3 separate regions of the Mus musculus genome follow, and regions 1 and 3 are each linked to region 2. A link is a contact called in public capture Hi-C and promoter capture Hi-C data. All regions are on one chromosome and are shown on one strand. Each heading gives the region's core, a stretch centred on a gene start, on an enhancer-like site or on the middle of the called end of the contact. The rest is flanking DNA. Distances are from core to core; before and after follow the strand shown.

Region 1 (4,241 bases), core at 1,332-3,831, 1.6 Mb before region 2:
CCAGGCTGTTCAGTGAGCTACAGCCCATTGTGAATTACAGAGTGGCACCCCTGGAAAAGGAGAAGAAGAAGGGGAGGAGGAGAAACTGGGGCCTGGTGACATACCTCTATTATCCTGTCTACTCTCCCGACACTGAGGCAGGGGGAGGATTTCCAGCTCAGTCTAGCTACAGAGCACAGTTTTTGTTTTTGTTTTTTTTAAGTTTGATCCTTTATTTCATGTATGCATGTACACCGTCAATGTCTTCAGATGCACCAGAAGAGGGCATCTGATCCCATTACAGATGGTTATGAGCCACCATGTAGTTGCTGGGAATTGAACTCAGGACCTCTGGAAGAGCAGTCAGTGCTCTTAACCACTGAGCCATCTCTCCAGCCCTACAGAGCACATTTAAAGTCAGCCCGAACAACTTAGTGAGACCCTCTTTCAAAATAAAAGACTGTAAAGGACTGGAGGCAAAACTCAGGTGCAGAATGCTTGCCTGGTGATCAGGAAGCCTTGGGTTCAATCCTCACTGAAAAAAAGGGGAAAAAAATCATATTATGCAAGAGGTCTAAAGGCCCAAGAATCTGTTACAGATCTCAGTTTTGGCAATAGACAATAAAACATAACAAACTGATAAAACAAGCAAAAACACCAACTATATGTGGTCCAGCAGAAACATCTCCGTATGCATCCAGAAAACAAGGAAGAGGCAGAATAAAGGACTTGGGCATCTTTGTGCCAGAGCACACCTCAGCCTGACTTGTACCCTAGGAGCCAGCAGTCCCTGCCTTTGCAGAATCACTGATGTCTCTGACGTGAGATCTCTGCTTAGGAGTTGCCCTTGAGTGCTTGGAATTTGTCTCTAGCCCAGGCTGAAATCCTCTGCTCTTTCCAAGCCCAGTCCTTAGCTACTTAAAACCAGTAAATTCATGAGATCTGGAGAGAACTGACCAACATTAGTCAAGCAAGAATTCTGGTTTTTTTGTTTGTTTGTTTGGTTTTGGTTTTTGGTTTTTCGAGACAGGGTTTCTCTATATAGCCCTAGCTGTCCTGGAACTCACTTTGTTGACCAGGCTGGCCTCGAACTCAGAAATCCGCCTGCCTCTGCCTCCTGAGTGCTGGGATCAAAGGCGTGCGCCACCAACACCCGGCTTGTTTTTTTTTTTTTTTTTTAATCTTTAATCACTTCCTTATTAACTTTTGAAATAGGATCTCATTTGTGTGGCCCTGGCTGGCCTTGAATTTTGCAGAGATCATCTGCCTCTGACTTCTAAGAGCTGAGATTAAAGAGCTACCCTAAGGCAAGAATTTAACTGTATAGATAAAGACTCAGTTCCAAATGAAGGTTTTTTTTTGGATCTTCCCACGCAGAGGGTATTGCTGTGTTGTCTCCTCCAAGAGGAAATATCCGGAGGAAGGAGAAACGCCCTGGGTAATATTATACTACCAAACCAGTGGGTTGATAATAGAAAGACACTTGTATCTAAACCACCATGAAGGAGGAGGAAGAGGAGGAGGGGGGAGGAGGAGAAAAAGGAAGAAGAGAGGAGAAAGAAGGGGAGAAGAACGGAGAAGAGGAGGAAGAAGAGGAGGAAGAGGGAGAGGGGGAAGAGGAGGGGGAAGTGTGTGTGTGGGGGGGGGGAGTGTCATAGCCCAGCACCTGGTGCCTTCTCTGCCTACAGATGAACTTTGTACAGAATCACAGCAAGAGAACGTGGGACAAATACAGGAGCGTTAGTGCCAGGCAGTGCTGGTTCACAGCCGTTGTACTACTGACTGGATATATGGCCTGGGCAAGTCACTGAACCTCTGAATCCTCTGTCCTTGTGTGTAAATAGAATTTGCATCTCTCTATAGGTATTAAATGAGAAATTGGTTTAACTCCTGGTTCTGGCATAATAGACATATTGCTGGTGGTGGTTCTACCACAGTTAAGCAAAAACCTGCCCAAAGTCGTATAGCTCAGAAGTGATGGTATGCATGAGCCAACAGTGTAGCTGTTCTCTTGCCCAGGACACAAGGCCTGCCTGACAGCAGACTCTAATGTTACTCAAAATCAGAAGCATTAAAAAAAAAAGAAAGAAAGAAATAGCTGACTTTATTTTTTTTATCTAATGCAGTCCCCACCTAAAATGATCTCTCTGGAGGGAGGGTACCTTGGTTTTTAAAACCAGCCTGGAGTAGAGCAGATGGGTTAAGGTGAGTGACCCCTCAGCCCTGGACATTCTTAGATGAGCCCCCTCAGGAGTAGAGAATAATGTTGAGATGAGTTCTGTTGGCTAAAATAATCAAGGCTAGTCTTTATAAAACTGTCTCCTCTTCTCCTAGCTTCGATCCAGAGAGAGACCTGGGCGGAGCTGGTCGCTGCTCAGGAACTCCAGGAAAGGAGAAGCTGAGGTTACCACGCTGCGAATGGGTTTACGGAGATAGCTGGCTTTCCGGGGTGAGTTCTCGTAAACTCCAGAGCAGCGATAGGCCGTAATATCGGGGAAAGCACTATAGGGACATGATGTTCCACACGTCACATGGGTCGTCCTATCCGAGCCAGTCGTGCCAAAGGGGCGGTCCCGCTGTGCACACTGGCGCTCCAGGGAGCTCTGCACTCCGCCCGAAAAGTGCGCTCGGCTCTGCCAAGGACGCGGGGCGCGTGACTATGCGTGGGCTGGAGCAACCGCCTGCTGGGTGCAAACCCTTTGCGCCCGGACTCGTCCAACGACTATAAAGAGGGCAGGCTGTCCTCTAAGCGTCACCACGACTTCAACGTCCTGAGTACCTTCTCCTCACTTACTCCGTAGCTCCAGCTTCACCAGATCTCGGAATGGACCCCAACTGCTCCTGCTCCACCGGTAAGACTCCCGATCCTTGGTCTTTAGAATACCAAGTTGGGACCGCAGAGCGGAATCCCCGAGTTGTAGAGGCTTGGCGGGAATAGGCACCTTTAGTTGGCGATTCATTCCGGTTCTTTCTAGAATCCGCTCTTGCAAAAGCCTTCATTAGTTACGAGTATTGTCGAACGGGTCCTTTGGCGGGGTTGGGGCTAGGATTTAGACGCGCAAATGTCCGGTTCCTGATCACCCAGTTAGTGGGGACATCTGGGTTGAGTCCCAGGCATTACTAAACTTACTGTGAATTGCTTGAATTAAGAAAGAGGTGAAGGACCTTTATGTCTTGGGACTCAAAGACATAATCCCTGACTTAACCTGTGAGGAGAAAAGTGGGGCTAGGCTCCCTGCAGCTCCGAGGAGGACTTAGTGAACTGAGCCGGGACTCGTGGTGTTGGCCACTGCTGTAATGCTGCCTCCCTCATGCTGTCTTCTTTCTCCTCCCCAGGCGGCTCCTGCACTTGCACCAGCTCCTGCGCCTGCAAGAACTGCAAGTGCACCTCCTGCAAGAAGAGTGAGTTGGGACACCTTGGGTGGCGGCTAAGGCTAGGGGCGGGGAACTCCTACAAAACTGGCTCTGAGAAATGTCCTTTGCTTCCCGGAGGCCATTGTATTGTCTCGGGGACAGAACTATACAGAGAACTATTTAAAAAAACCGAGGTCTTCTCTGTTGGGGACAGGAAGCAGAGGTCTTCAGCCAGGCTGACCTCTTCCTCCTCCTTTCTAGGCTGCTGCTCCTGCTGTCCCGTGGGCTGCTCCAAATGTGCCCAGGGCTGTGTCTGCAAAGGCGCCGCGGACAAGTGCACGTGCTGTGCCTGATGTGACGAACAGCGCTGCCACCACGTGTAAATAGTATCGGACCAACCCAGCGTCTTCCTATACAGTTCCACCCTGTTTACTAAACCCCCGTTTTCTACCGAGTACGTGAATAATAAAAGCCTGTTTGAGTCTAACTCTGGTTTTCTTGGTGTGGTTTGGCAATAAGAAACTGGGGTGACTTGATAGTCTGGGGATCTGGTTTTGGACCCCCTCGTGCCTTTACCTCCCGCCTCTGGCCCTCACAGAGGGGTAATGTCTTTGGGTAAAGCCAAGCTATCCCATAAGCTTCCTCATGGAAAACAGCTGTGTGCCTGGTCAGGTCTTGTGTTAGGGGAAGGGAGGGAGGGAGGGTGGTCCTGGAAGACTTGATGTCCCATCCTGGAAGCACAGAAAATCTTATCATTTATATTCTCTTTGGATTCTGGTTTCCTCTCACATTGTTGGGTATAAGGAGGTGGGTATGAAAATTAACATAGGGTGTCTCGTATGCTAGGCAGGGACTAACACTGAACTAGATTCCAGAGGGGCTTTCTTGGCTGTTTTGACACAAGTTGC
Region 2 (4,368 bases), core at 144-2,643:
CTAAACTCACTCACTCGTGTGTGTGTGTGTGTGTGTGTGTGTGTGTGTGTGTTATTCAACAAATTTTAATCTTGGGTTTAAAAAAATACTTTCAGGTATTAGTGACTAGGATCCTCCCCACTCAGCCTTTGTTTTTTCCCACTGTTTTTGTTGCTGAGACAAGGCTTTCACATGTAGCCCAGGCTGTAAAGAAATCACAATGAGCTTCATGCCCCATTCTGTACTGCTGGGATTACAAGCAGCCAGTGTCACCACACCCGGCTAAAGGTCAGATTTGTGTGTGTGTATGTGTGTGCCTCGATTCTAGACTTGCTTCCACTAAACAAACAGCCAGGACCAGGTGAAAAAGAACCAAATTCCCAAGTCAGACCCTCTGCCTGCAAAAAGAACCTTTACTAACATCCTGCCTGCCATTCAGGCCAAGGCCCTGCTTGCTATCATCAGGTCTTCCTGCCATGGGACAACCATCTGTAATGTCCTCACACAGCACTGAAAACAGGTCCCATTTCTACCTCCACCATTTTCACACATGTATACTACTTTTCCAAAGAGAGGTCAGGAGGGAAATGCTGGTATTTTCTCTAATAAGCAGTACACCCACTCAATTATTGGCTGATTGTTGTTGGGTTCCCCCCCCTCTCCATTGTAATCACAAGGGACCGAACTGCAACAAAACCGGAAAACTCAAGTACTGTTACTCGGTTTTGAATAGAGAGGAAAAAGAAGTATATAGGCCCCAAAGAAACTCGACATCTGGGGCTAGAGCTCACTGATACAAGGCCTGCCTGGATTAAATGTCCACGGAAGGTGGGACTGTAATATTTGTCGAGGTGACTTCTGGGGAACGTTTACCTCTCATGAAGCTTAATTTTCCATACAACACTTTGAAAAGCACTTCTTTTCAAAACCTACAAAGCACTCCTCCTGCAAGTAATGTCTGTGAGCACAGGTGGGTGAGCTCCCTCCCGGACCTGGTGGCATGGCCAAATGTGTTTGCTTATTAGCCTTAGGCTTAACCTAAGATCTCTCCAAGATCTGCACCAAATCAAGACCCACAAGCATTCTGCTCACTGGTGGGCATCTGCCGGTAGTTGCCGGTTGGAGGGTTGGGGGCGTTGGGACAGGCAGAACCAACACTACCAACCGCACAGGGACCTAGGTGACTTAAGTTGGGGGGCTATCGACTTGTTAGAAAGTGCGAGCGCCGGGGCGCGCGAGTGGAACAAAAAACCTGTAGCGAGAAGGGTAACACGGAAGTGCTCACTCCCGCCCGCCCGCCCCTCCCACCGCCAAGCAGCCAAAAGCGAGGGGCTTGACAACGTGCTGGGGGGCGCAGGAGGGGAGGGAGTCCCCGGAAAGCGCTACGAATCGGCAGCAACTCCAAACCCGCCCCCTGGCCCGCCCGCCCAGCGAGGAACCTAGGTAGGCCGCGGGCGCCCGCGCCCATAGCCCCCCATCCGGGAGCCCGGGAGGAAAGGGACAGTTGAGGAGCTCGTGCGCTCCGAGGAGGCTGCAGCCCTGCGCGCGCGGCGAGCCGAGGCCCTGGGATCCGAACTGCCACCTCCGCCGCCGCCATCCTCGAAGCCTCCAGGCAAGGCCTCCAGGCCGAGCCGCTCCGGAGCTGCTCACCCGCGCCCGGGCGCTCCGAATCCAGGAACGTGAGCCCCCGGTCTCCCTTCTCCAAGAGAGCAAAGCCGCCGCGAGCGGGCCGAGTCCGTCCCCTCCCGCCTTGGCTCCACGTCTCCGGCTCGCCTGCCCGAGTCCCGACGCCCCGGGAAAAGGCTTCCAGGGTCCCCAGTCCACCCCACCCCCGGTACCGCTCCCACCCGGACCCGCGTCCCGAGCTTGACACTCCCAGCCTCCGCCACCTCCAACCGCAGCCCCAGCCCGCCTCACCTCAGTCGGCTCCCGCAGCGCTGGACACAGGAAACTCCTGGGTCCTCGACTCCGGCTCTCCTCGACCCCCCTCTTCGGTTAACTCCGCTTGTTTTCTCGACAAAATGGCGCCCGAGGTCGCGCGCTCACGTCGCGGCCTTTCCCCTCCCAGTTCCCATTTCACCATTCGCTGCCCGCTTTGGCGGAGGGATGGCCCTAGCGCCCAGCCAATGGCCGCGCGCTGACCGCAACGGCGGTCCAATCGCCGATGGGTACCCGCGGATTTAAACCAATCACACACTAATCACTCGCAGAAGTCGAGGAAGAAACCAGGCTCCTGCTAGCAACCACCAATCCAGACTCCTAGTTTGCGGGGCTCAGGCCAATTGCCGCTCATCAGCCCTGGGACTGGGTCCGAGTCTGGGCGCCTGCGCACCCGGGTGTAAGCCAATGGTTAGACGTTGGGAACTTCGATTTGGGACTCGAAGACATAAGCCTTCGAGGTGTTCGACCTATGGGGACTGGCTGGTCATTGCCTCCGGGAAACAAAAAAATACGGAAGGGAGCTCGTTAATGCATTGCCACCCTGCGCACAAACTACTCTAACTTAGAGACAGGGTGATGCTCGTCTACTTTCCTTCGTCTTTCGAAATGTCACGGTCCGAGAGGCTGTGCGGGTTCCCAGCGGAAGCATTGTCCACCCCTCGGATCTCTTTAGCAAGGAGCACCAGTCATCAGAAGGCGTCAGACGCGGGGCAAAGTTGAGGTCCTTTGCATCCTGGGTTATGTAGTCGCACGCCCCGCCTATTCCTGTCGCAAAAGTAACGTGGTCTCTTCCATCACTGTCTGCGCCCTAGAGCAGCAATGCATGCTGGAGAATGTAGTCTCCCAGATGCCCACCTAATCCTGGCTCTTTTAAAGTTTGTTTTCCATTTGTCTTTTGAAGCAGGGACGCTTTGCAGAGATATAGAAACAGAAGTTCTCCTCCTGCTCTTGGCTATTCTCAAGGATGCCAATGCCTTTTGCTTCTTGGATAAAAGGCTACGTTATCCACTGTGTCCTCCTATCTTTTAGACTTTTTGTTTGAGTTTTGAAACAAGGTCTCTTTCAGTTAACCCAACTGTAGTCCAGGCTGGCCTGAAACATACTAAGAAGCATAAATTGACCTTGAGCTCCTTGCAATCTTCCAAAATACTGAGATGATAATAGACGTAACCTCTCATACCAGTACTATTTGAACTTTAAAGAGATGTGTTAAAGACTTTTATTACTTATTTTACGTGTACAGGCGTTTGCTTGCATGTAAATCTATGCACCATGCATGTACAATGTCCTCAGAGGTCAGAAGAGGATGCCCGTCCCTCTGGAAGTGAACGGTTGTGAGCCACTGGGTGGGTCCTCTGGAAAAGCAGCCAGCTCTTGTAATCTCTGTGCCATCTTTCCAACCCCTAGATGAAAAAAAAAAAGTGTCTGAGTGCTTGCCTATATATATGTTCACCTAGAGAGTGTGGACCTGGTACCCAGGAAGGCATTGGATGCCCCGGGACTGAGATGAGAGTCTCAGCAGTAAAGTTGTAAGCTGCTCTATGAGTGCTGGAAACCCACCCCTGCACCTCTGCAAAAACAGCTCCTCTCCAGCCCCCATCTTGAACTTTTTTTATCAATGTTTTATTTGTGCAATTTAGCAATATGGGGGTTGTTTCGTTTTGTGGGTTTTGTTTTCTTTTGTTGTTAAAGAAGAAGAGAGACAAAGATGAACTGAGACTGTTCTGGAGAAGGGGGAGGGGGACATACAAGTCAACTACCCAAGATCAATTCTGTAATTCTACAACCAGTTTAGTTCAAGCTTCAATTGCCCCCAAACTGAAGGTAAGCTGAAATAAAGCTGATATAAACGGGGCCTCCTAGAGGAGATTCTTAAGCTCACTGCCCATCTCTCCTCGGAGGTTATACATCACTACTAAAATCTGACAGCCATAAAAACTGAGCCAGGATTTTCACAATGCCCTAAAGGTCAAAGTCCTTTGACTGTGTATCTAGGCTGGGTGGTTCTTGTCTTTCCTAAAATGGCTGAGAAGACCTTCATAAAGGATCTAGAAGGGTCACCTTCTAACTCAGCAATTACGAATGTTTGCTTTCAAACATCCTTAAGAACAGGATGTCCTAACGAGCAGACGAGCTCACCTGGCTGATTCTCAGCCTTCTTCCCACCCTCCCTGTCCGACTTTCACAAAATATCCCGGGGCTAAAGTAAAATACAACAGAAGAACTTGGTGTTAAAAGTAAAAAAAAAAAAAAAAAATTTCTTAAAAATTTAAAAGGTTTATTTATTTTATGTATATGGAAGTGTAGCTGTCTTCAGACACACCAGAAAAGGTGCACCCAATCCCATTACAGATGGTTGTAAGCTAACATGTGGTTGCTGGGACTTGAACTCAGGACCCCTAGAAAAGCAGTCAGTGCTCTTAACTGCTGACAGTTGATGGCTCCTGG
Region 3 (4,356 bases), core at 763-3,262, 1.7 Mb before region 2:
GAGTCATGCATTTGTTAGAAGGTGTCAAAAGCCAGGACGAAAGGAAAGACAGAGGTGAGGAGTTAGGAGTACTGGGTACTGAGATCTGTATTTGAATCCTGAGTAGGGTGGGGGCTGGGGGCGGGGGGGGGGGTGGCGCGGGGGCGGTGGGTTAGCTCAGTGGTACAGTGCTCACTTGGTTTGAGGTCTTGGATTTCATTCTCAGCATTGTAAAATGAGACCCAAAGCAAGGCATTTAAAAAGAAACTGCACAGGGCTGGGGAGGTGTTTCAGTTGGCAAAATGCTTTCCATGCAAGCTTAAGGACCTGCATTCAATCCCAAGCACTGACATTAAAAAGCCAAAGGTGACAGTATGCTTCTGTCATTTCAGCCTTGAGGTACTGGAGACCGGAGGGCCCCTAAGGCTTGTTGGACAGTAAGTCTTGCCTAATCAAGCAAGCTGTATAAGCCCTGGAGGTCCAAGGCCTAAAGCAAAGAAGAAGTGTGAGGCCGGAGCACATGCAGGGCGAATGGAAACAAACTCAAAGCCAGAGCTAGAGTCGCTGGGGCCTGAGATCTGAATGACTCAGCACTGTTAGAATGACTCGGCACCACCATTAGAATGAGCCCCAGCTTCAAGCTCAATGGCACAGGAGGGAGACTCCATCTCCTCTCCTGGTCCTTCTCATCCTCTCCTCCTTTCTTCTTTTCTTCCTTGTTTTTTAACTCCACTGAAACTTAACCTCAAGGATCACGGGTATTGGGTCTACAAAGGAAAACCCTGGGTGGCTGGGGAAAGAACCCGGTTGGTACGTACACTTGCTATGCAAGCATGAGGAGCTGAGTTCTGATGTTCAGCATCCACATGAAAGTCAGGCACAACTGCACATGCTTAGTACCGCAGCACCGGGAGAGGGGGAGCAAGACAGGGAACCCCCAGCCTGCCACCCTTGCTGACCAGCAAGCATCCAGTTCAGCCAGAGACTCCATCTCGAGGCAGTGAGGCAAAGGGTGATAGAGGACACCAATGTCGTCCTCTGGTCTGTACCTGCATGTGCACCGTCACATACCCCAACACACCCCTCCTTGGCCAAGCCATTTTGAAGTCCACTTGTTCAGCTCAGATTTGGAATAGAAGCTCAGTTCTGTCTGATGGACGATTAGAGTAGGGCTGGGTATCTCACCACTGCATCCCACCTCGTCCCAGGGCATCCCACCCCATCCCACCCCTGACAGCCTAACCCTGAGGCCAAGTATGGTGTTGCACATTCATTATCCCAGCACTCAAGAGATTGAGACAGGAGAACCCTGAGTTCAAAGCAGCCAGCTTGGGCTACAAGAGGATTAAGAGTTTGAGATACTCCCATCTCAAAAATAAGTTAAACAAAATAAATAAAAAATAAAGCTAGCATCGGTGGTGTGCACCTTTGATCCCAGCAGCTGGCAGGTGGATACAGAAGGGATTAAGAGTTTAGGTCTTCCTTGGCTGCAAAACAATTTGTATAATTCCTTGGTTACATAAAAAAAAAGACTAGACTGGACTACCTAAGACTCTGTCTCAATAACAAAGAGAAGCAACCTCGAACTACCTCCAAACAGAGAATGGTGGTCCCTAGTGGGTGTCTCTGTAAAATTTATCTGGGCTAAGGAGGTGCTCAGGGTCCTGTAGAAGGGCTTTATAGGAAATATTGGGACAGAAAAGGCCACGAGTCTTCCCACCAAACTGCAGGTGTCAGGTAGGATCTGTCAGGTCTCCCCTTTCTAGCCTTCTTCAAGCATCTTGGGAGCATCTTTGCTGCTGCTGCTGCTGCTGCTGCTGCTGCTGCTGAGATGATCAGCAGCAGGCTCACTGCTCAGCATCCCGTTTGGACCAAACTGATCAAGACAATCTGGGAGAAGAGGGAGAAGAACCTACGGGAAGGGGCAATACTAATTTGTCTCTCTCAACTTGCAAAGATGGTACTGCGCAGGCACCTTCAGGGAGACGGCTGCAGTGGCAAGGAGTGGACAGCGGACAGGCTACTTTGGTCCTACACTCAGTGGAGACTCGGGACAGCAGTGCACACACACGGAGAGCAGGCGCTGTGCGTGCATAGGGGCGGGCGCCAAGTCGCTGCTTGCGCGCCCCCGCCTGGGGCTATAAAAGCCTTGCCACCTGCTGCCCTGGCTACGTAGCGCATCCGCTTGCCGGGAGGAACCAAGCTACGGCGGCTGCTGGACTGGATATGGACCCTGAGACCTGCCCCTGTCCTACTGGTGAGCCCCTTCCCCCTCCTGCAGCACTTTGCCCTTTCCTGGCAAAGAACCCACTCCTCTGTCTTCACTCAAGGACATTTGGGGGAGGAGTCCCTTCCCCCTACCCCCATCTTTAACCCTGTGATGATGATAATCTTCATTTAGGCATGGGGACGCCAGGTTTCCCTAGTATAATTCTTCGTGTGCTCTCTTAGGTGGTTCCTGCACCTGCTCGGACAAATGCAAGTGCAAGGGCTGCAAATGCACGAACTGCAAGAAGAGTGAGTGCACCCCCCCACCCCCAACCCCTGCCATAACCTCCCGCCGCGCCCACCCCACCCCCACCAGACACTATGAAGCAAAGCTTCCTGCTGCAGACCTTCAGATACCGAGGCTATTACAACCAATGTTAATTAACCCAATGTAAGGGGGATATTTTGATGAATTTCCGGAAGCTATTAAGATAGCCGCTTTGAAAGCTGAGCCCCACTCTTCGATTTTTCCAGAGCCCGAGGATCCCCAAGGAAGAATGGGGGGGTCAGCTTTAAAGTTGTAGTGCCTTGGCCCTTCTTAGGCTTTGTGGGGTCTCCTCAATCTGCTCTTTCCAGATTTCAGCGATGTAATATGCTTGGGGTGAGGTGTAGAGGTAGGACCAGCGCTTTCTTCTTCTCGAGTGTGGCTATGCATAGATCTCACGGATGTGCTGGCCTCGACATTATCCCTGCCCCTTCCCTGCTGCAATTCCGTCTCAGTACCTTTTACATTGGCTTGCCTTTTCCACCAGACCTAACTCTCCCTCTGGCCCAGGCCTGAGCCCAGCATTCCCAGGGAATTCCCTAGCACCCACCCAAAGAGCTGTGTGCTAGTTATAGGGTGACTCTCTACAGAGGCCCGGCAGTCACTGCAGTACCATGGATGCTGAGTCAGACCTGATGTGGCAGTATGAAGGGAGAGCCACCTGTCCTGGGCAAAGCCTGATGACTGTCCAGCCTCCCATACTGCTTTCCTCTGCCCTTTGATGGAGACAGATGCCGACATCAGACTGGGCACATATGTGCGCCCGCGCACACACACACACATTTTATCTACAGGCTGCTGCTCCTGCTGCCCTGCCGGATGTGAGAAGTGTGCCAAGGACTGTGTGTGCAAAGGTGAAGAGGGGGCCAAGGCAGAGGCCGAGAAATGCAGCTGCTGCCAGTGAGGACCCAGACCCTCCCACACAGCCTATGTAAATAGTGCTGGGTGTCCCTGGTGGGGCACAACTGTTGTCTTCCCCCCCCCCCCCCCCCCCGCCGGCTGCCTGCTCCGGGGTGTGAATAAATCCCATGCACAACATGAACCCAAGACTGGTCTCTTTTTCAAGTGCGAAGGATGTGGAAGGGTGGGGGAGGCCACTCAAGCCGGAGATTTAGGCTTCCCACCTGTTTGGGACCGGGACAGAGCCCTGGAGACAGTACAGACGTGCATGTGCTCACACACATGTGCACACACACAGATACCGTCATGTGACACTCCATTCTCCTCTGAAGTCCACCTAAGCTCAGAGAGGGAAGATGGCAGGTCAGGCCCATAGAGGTTTATCTGCCCAACCTAGAAACCTTTATCATCTGTATAGAGGGGCTACAGGGAATTAAAATCAGACTCTGGCACCAAACGCTTGTGATTTCTGTAATGTTCTAGTTGTTCCTCCAAAAACTGCCAGCTTTTATATACTGGAGGAGAATCCAGGCTACCCCGGACTTTATCTTGGCAGAACTGTGTCTCCAAGGTCACCTCCTTCCGTAGCCAGCTTGTCTCCCCCAACACAGATTGCTCAGCCCCTTTTCAAAGTCAATTTGGTTTGGCAATTGGTCTACAACTCCGCACCCCACTTCCCAAGGAAAAGAACAGTAATAAGGGCTTGCTTGTTTCCTTAGTTAAAGAAACCGTCAGTCCTTAATAAAGAGAACTCTCAGCCCCATCAGAGCTGCCAGAAACAGGAGAAATGGACTGTGGGAAGGCTGGAGCTACCGTGTAAGGGGCTACAGGGTTATTGTAAACACATCAGCTTTCCTCCATTCCGGACATTCCACTCAAAAGCTCACCACAACCATTGTTTCTCACTCTAATAGGCTGAGTTTTAAGAAGTTTTAAGGTCAGCT

The links. Promoter capture Hi-C pulls out the DNA fragments that hold promoters and counts their contacts. Capture Hi-C pulls out chosen DNA fragments and counts their contacts.
Region 1: a promoter capture Hi-C map of liver shows a contact between it and region 2, with 2.8 times the contacts expected there. The contact joins the promoter of Mt1 here to the promoter of 4930513N10Rik in region 2. A contact is called at or near these places in 2 of 39 promoter capture datasets (the C10 cell line and liver) and 1 of 9 other capture datasets (liver).
Region 3: a contact with region 2 is called in a capture Hi-C map of macrophages, with 5 times the contacts expected there. The contact joins the promoter of Mt3 here to the promoter of 4930513N10Rik in region 2. A contact is called at or near these places in 1 of 39 promoter capture datasets (pre-B cells) and 1 of 9 other capture datasets (macrophages).

What each region holds. Positions count from the first base shown.
Region 1 is chr8:94,176,508-94,180,748 of GRCm38.p6, forward strand. It overlaps Mt1 (metallothionein 1), which reads left to right and starts at 2,582. Exons shown (of 3, transcript NM_013602.3): 1 at 2,582-2,831; 2 at 3,316-3,381; 3 at 3,595-3,820. The coding sequence starts at 2,804. The coding sequence ends at 3,686.
Region 2 is chr8:95,805,437-95,809,804 of GRCm38.p6, forward strand. It overlaps 4930513N10Rik (RIKEN cDNA 4930513N10 gene), which reads left to right and starts at 1,394. Exons shown (of 4, transcript NR_015574.3): 1 at 1,394-3,744. Cnot1 (CCR4-NOT transcription complex, subunit 1) reads right to left here and starts at 2,009. Exons shown (of 49, transcript NM_001372353.1): 1 at 1,897-2,009.
Region 3 is chr8:94,150,595-94,154,950 of GRCm38.p6, forward strand. Mt3 (metallothionein 3) reads left to right here and starts at 2,013. Exons shown (of 3, transcript NM_013603.2): 1 at 2,013-2,236; 2 at 2,431-2,496; 3 at 3,307-3,554. The coding sequence starts at 2,206. The coding sequence ends at 3,416.